2 separate regions of the Sus scrofa genome follow, and region 1 is linked to region 2. Evidence: chromatin contacts called from public targeted proximity ligation data. All regions are on one chromosome and are shown on one strand. The core of a region is the stretch at or near the end of the contact, and the rest is flanking DNA. Distances in the headings are between cores, read along the strand shown. Region 1 overlaps MKL1 (MKL/myocardin-like protein 1). Region 2 overlaps MKL1 (MKL/myocardin-like protein 1).

Region 1 (2,770 bases), core at 83-2,582, 130 kb before region 2:
TTTGCACAAAATTTTACGAAACAAACCTGCACTAAGTTAAAGCAGAACTGAAATCAATGCCTCTTCTGACCACTTCAGGAATGATTTCTGTGTTTTCCTATCATAGAATCCTTTTTATTTAGACATCTGGCTCCTTCAACACACACCATGGGTCAGAGGGGACATTCCAGCTCCAACACTAAAATGCAAGTCTAATGCAAAGTGATCAATTACCCAGTTACCACATACACCATCCTTCCAGCATAATTCTGAGTGATGCAGAGTGCCACTCTTTTCAGCAGGATGCTTATTTTTAAAATGTCTTGGATACTTGTGGCTTCCTTTCTCCTGCATGTTCAGATCATCCCCGTATTAATAATACCCCTCCCTAAGAAGTCTCACCCTAGGCAGTTGTTTTAGAAAAGTGCATTAGGCTTGTCTGACACACTGTGTGATCCACAAGCAAGACCCCTCTTTCTCTGGCTCTTCTGACTCTCTGGGGCATGAAAACAGCCAGAACTACAGCAACAGCTGGGGATCATTAAACTGACAGAAATAGCTTAGGAGACTCCATTGGTGTGTTGAGTGGGGGGAGGAGAGGCTCAGTATCAGATTTAAAAGAAATCAAAAGGGCAACAGGAAAGGGGGTGGGGATAAGGTGAAGCCTAACTAGAGTCACACCCAAATTTCCTTTACACAGCCGAAGGGATGCACTGAAGCAAAGGAAGGGACAGGTGACTGCAGCCTAACTTGCCTAGCCCCAATCTACTCTCGGATGGAAGGTTTAGTCAAACCTAAAAATGTAGGTCAATGAAGACAGGCTGGGGGAGGGGTGGGAGAGGAGCTGTGGCATTGCAAAGGCTAACCCTGGGTTATCCCCAGCCTGGAGGAATTACTTAGAGGATCTGAGTCAATTCTGGGGCTGTGCAGACAATAAAAATCAACTCCAAGATGGGGTAGGGGCAAGGGGAATGAGAATATATGCCGACTTCTCAGTGGACTCAGAGACCAAACCAATCCCAAGGCATCCCCTTGACTGGGGAGGACCAAAGACTAGATGAAACGCAGGCTCTCGGGCTGTTCATGCCAGAGCACAGCCACCAATGTTAGCTTTGGAACCTGGCAGGCCTCCGAAGGTCAGTACAGGAATGTGCCATCTGCCTGGCCCACTGCCCGAGTGGGTTCAGCACATATCTGAATGCTCTAGAGGAGCTTTAGTCAGATCACCCCATGTGAGTGGGTCTGCATATCCTGATCTATGCCTTCAAGTCTGGTTACTCCCAGGATCCTAGGGTAGGAACCCTCTCCATTCCCACACTTGCTAGGTTGTCCTTAAGTATCATTAAGGCCTCTCCCACCAAGACATTTTCTTTATAACTCATCTTAAAGGAATGCAGTTTCAGACAGTTCCCCACCTGCAAGCCTGAACAGGAAATGATTCGATTGCAGATATTATGACTGCAACTCTCTTTGGCAAGAGTGTTTAGTAACTGTGAGATTTCATGAACTTCAGCTGAACATTTTATTTGATGCAGCTAATGATTTACTAGAGAAGGCTCCAGGTCGACACCTGTTTTCAACAAAGAGCAACCACTGCACTAGCCTCCTTCTAGAATGGCTCGCTCCTTTTCTAACCCACAACCCGTGCAGGAAAATCTCCTAAAGTCTATTTCCAAACCTCATTTTCTAAAATGAGTCCAAAAACCTTATAACGGTTCATTCTGAATGTTTTAAGTTAGTGTCAAGAAGGGTAGAGGATACACAAAAATAAACAGATTTATAGTTTACACGCACACACACACACACAATCACACAGTTCATGTTAAGACTGTATAATATCAAAGAGGATCTATTTTAACCAAACTACTATGACTATAATCACTCCTCAGTGTGTGCAGCCTTGGTGGGAGTACATTGCATCCATACATTTCTCAGTAACCTTTAAGACAGTAAATTCTTCACCTAAAATACAAAAAACTAGTGTCGTAAATATAATCCACCACTTATTTTGTACATGCCTTGGTAAAAAGTAAAAGGTAGGAAGTGAGAAGGAAGGTAGCCCTAGACATTTATCACACTTTACAGAGCTACTTTCACACATATGATGCTATCTGACCCTGTGAGTTAGGACAGCAGATATTATACCCACCACACAATGAAAGAAACTGGTTTTCTAAGCTTAGAGCCACTTGTTCCAAGATCCCTACTGGCAAGATCAAACCAAGAACTTCAGGTTCTTGACTCTGAGCTCAGTGCTGAGTCCTAGCTTCCTACCACAAAAAGGCTTCTGCCCTCAAGGAATTAATCAATGGCACCAATGGCACCAAATGCCTTGGCTAGTGTTTCTCAGATGTACCAAGTTTCTTCCAGGTAAGAATTTTCACCAATCTCCTGGCCCAACATCATATCCTAAATCTAATGCAAGATATTATGTGAAAAGGCTATTTATTAATATCACTGACAATTAAAAGATGCAAGTTTGTTTTGAAGGCTGTAATTATTAATATGAGACTGAATAAAACTGAATAGGGGAGTTCCCGTCGAGGCGCAGTGGTTAACGAATCCGACTAGGAACCATGAGGTTGCGGGTTCGGTCCCTGCCCTTGCTCAGTGGGTTAACGATCCGGCGTTGCCGTGAGCTGTGGTGTAGGTTGCAGACGCGGCTCGGATCCCGCGTTGCTGTGGCTCTGGCGTAGGCCGGTGGCTACAGCTCCGATTCGACCCCTAGCCTGGGAACCTCCATATGCCGAGGGAGCGGCCCAAGAAATAGCAACAACAACAACAAAAAAGA
Region 2 (2,927 bases), core at 193-2,692:
ATCAGTTAAAAGGCCTTAAGAGCAGAACTGAGATTTTCCAGAAGAAATTTCACCTGTGGATACCAACATCCACTCCCGCCGCTGCCGCCGAGCGTTCCAAACTGTCTTTTCTGTCAGCCTAGCCTATGATGCTGCAGTTGCCTAGCCAGCGTCCCCCCCACCCCCGCCACCCCAAATCAGATAAAGAATAAATCCTTGTAATAAGTCCCTTAATCTCCTACTTGTTCTGTTTCTCTGATTGAACCCTGACTGATAAAGATTTTGGTATCTTGAAGTGGGATTGCTGCTATAACATATTCTTTTAAACATGGAAATGGCTTTGAAATTAGATAACGAGTAGAGGCTGGAAGAATTCTGAGACGCAGGAATGGATAAGCAATGAGGTCCTGCTGTGTAGCACTGGGAACTATGTCTAGTCACTTATGATGGAACATGATAATGTGAGAAAAAAGAATCTATACATGTATGTGTAACTGGGTCACCTTGCTGTACAGGAGAAAACTGACAGAACACTGTAAACCAGCTATAATGAAAAAAATAAAAATCATTATATACTTTAAAAAAATAATTCGGAGAAGCATAATTTCAAAAGCCTAGACTGCCTTCAACAAACTGTTGGTAGAAATAGAGACCCTGAAGGCGATTCTGGTGAGAACTCAGAGGGAAGTGAGAAGCACAACACAGAAAGCCTATACTGTTTTAGAGACTATAAATGTCATCAAAAACAGAAGGCTCGTAAAAAACACGAACACTAAAGGTGCTTCTGGTAAGGTCTCAGAAGAAAATGAGGAATGTTATTAGGAACTGGAGGAAAGGAGTTCCCCTTGTGGCTCAGTGGTTAACGAATCCAACTAGGAATGATGAGGTTGCAGGTTCGATCCCTGGCCTTGCTCAGTGGGTTGAGGATCCGGCATTGCCATGAGCCGTGGTGTAGACTGCAGACTCGGCTCAGATCCTGCATAGCTGTGGCTCTGATGTAGGCCAGTGGCTATAGCTCCAATTAGACCCCTAGCCTGGGAACCTCCATGTGCCGCGGGAGTGGCACTAGAAAGGGCAAAAAGACAAAAAAAAAAAAAAAAAGGAACTGGAGCAAAAGGGATCCTTTTCAGACAATGGCAAAAAAAAAAACTTAGCTGAATTTCGTCCTACAGTTGTGTGAAAAGCAGAACTTGGATATTTAGCTAAGGGGATTTTCAAGCAGCAAGTTGAAGGTGCAGGCTGGTTTCTTCTGGTTGCTTACAGCAAAATGCAAGAGGAAAGAAAAATTGATGGGCTAAATGTCAAACAAAGGAAACTAGTATGTGATGATTTGAGAAATTCTCAGCTTATCTAGACCACAAAAAATGCTAAAATTAGGAGACGCTAGTAAGAAAGCACTGCTGTGGCGAGGAAAGCCAAGAGTGTGGCTGGACAACATTTTACTCCTGCTGAAAGATCACACATGTAACTCAGGGGCCCTCAACCAACCGTCTAAGCGGAAGCTAGGAAGAGACAGGCGATTATCCAGGGAAGATCTACGGAGGAGCCTCCTGTCTAATGACAAGAACCCCTTTCCATCTGGCGGCAGCCATCATGTAAGCCGAGATGGGCGCCTACGCGTACCTCCAGGAGCTATGGAGGAAGAGGCTTTCTCCTCCAGTGCACTGCCGGCAGTCCCACCAGCCCTCAGCGTCTCACAGGGCCCCCCACCTCAACTGGCCTGATAAGGCTCGCAGGCTGGGTACAAGGCCAGGTAAGGTCATCAGATTCATGTGCCACCATGGCAAGCCTAAGGGTGCCACCATGGCAAGCCTGTCCACCCCATGGTGTCAACCAGCTGAAGTCTGCCCGAAGCCTTGAGTCTACTGCCGAGGTCCTAAATTCTTACTGAGTTGGTGAAGCTTCTATGTACAAATTCTCTGAGGTTATCCTCATTGATCCATTCCATAAAGCTATGAGAAGAAATCCTGACACCCAATGGAGCATCAAACCAGTCTACAAGCACAGGGAGATGCGAGGGCTGACTTGCTGGCAGAAAGAGCTGTGGCCTCGAGAAGGGCCTCAAGTTCCACCACACTACTTGTGGTTCTCGCCACACAGCTTGAAGAAGATGCAATAGTCTCCTACTTCACCGATACTGCTGATACAAGTACTGTTTATAAAATTCTTACCTAGTGGATAAGCAATGAGATCCTACTGTATAGCACAGGGAACTGTATCCACTCACTTGTGATGGAACATGATAGAGGATAATGTGAAAAAAAGAATATATATAGATATGTATGACTGGGTCACTTAGCTGTATGGTAGAAATTGACAGAACACTGTAAATCAGCTATAATGGAAAAAATAAAAATCATAAAATCATAAAAATTCTTACCTAATAAACAATATAGGACATTCATGTCTGCTTAAAAAAAAAAAAAAATCCCTGAGACATACATACATAGGAGACTCAAAAGGTTTCTGAGACTCTTACATAAGCAGAAACACGCCAGCCAGCTTGGCCTGAAAGGGACAGAAAGAAAACAAAGCAAAGGAAGCCTGTTGGACTACCAAAATTCTACAGGCAATTTAACTACTAATAAAACCACACAGCAACCACGTGCTACCCTTCAAGAAAAAGTGAAGATAATTCCAGGAACAGTCTTGGGTCCCGAAGCCAGAGTCCCAGAGGGTGGCATCTCTAGCTACAGAGGATTACTCCTAGGCTTTGCAACCTAAGAGATTTTCTGCTGAATTTTAAAATCGGTGGGACCAGTGACACACTTATTCCTTGCATTTTCTCCTTTTTGGAATGGGAATGTCTAAAAGCTGGGAACACATAACTTACTGTCTAGTTTCCCAGGTCCACAGACGGAAAGAAATTTTGCACCAAGAGGGATCATACCCAAAGTCTCACCTATACCTGATTTAGATGAGTTGTATGACAGATTTTGGACTTTAAA

The links.
Region 1: a targeted proximity ligation map of alveolar macrophages shows a contact between it and region 2. A contact is called at or near these places in 1 of 5 promoter capture datasets (liver), 3 of 47 Hi-C or Micro-C datasets (embryonic fibroblasts, heart right ventricle and skeletal muscle) and 2 of 2 datasets of targeted methods (alveolar macrophages and skeletal muscle).

Annotation. Positions count from the first base shown.
Region 1 is chr5:7,915,948-7,918,717 of Sscrofa11.1, reverse strand. All of the region lies in intron 4 of MKL1 (MKL/myocardin-like protein 1), which reads right to left. Among named protein-coding and RNA genes, the nearest start is that of SGSM3, 100 kb to the left of the region's middle.
Region 2 is chr5:7,787,121-7,790,047 of Sscrofa11.1, reverse strand. The region is part of intron 2 of MKL1 (MKL/myocardin-like protein 1); the gene reads right to left. Among named protein-coding and RNA genes, the nearest start is that of MKL1, 37 kb to the right of the region's middle.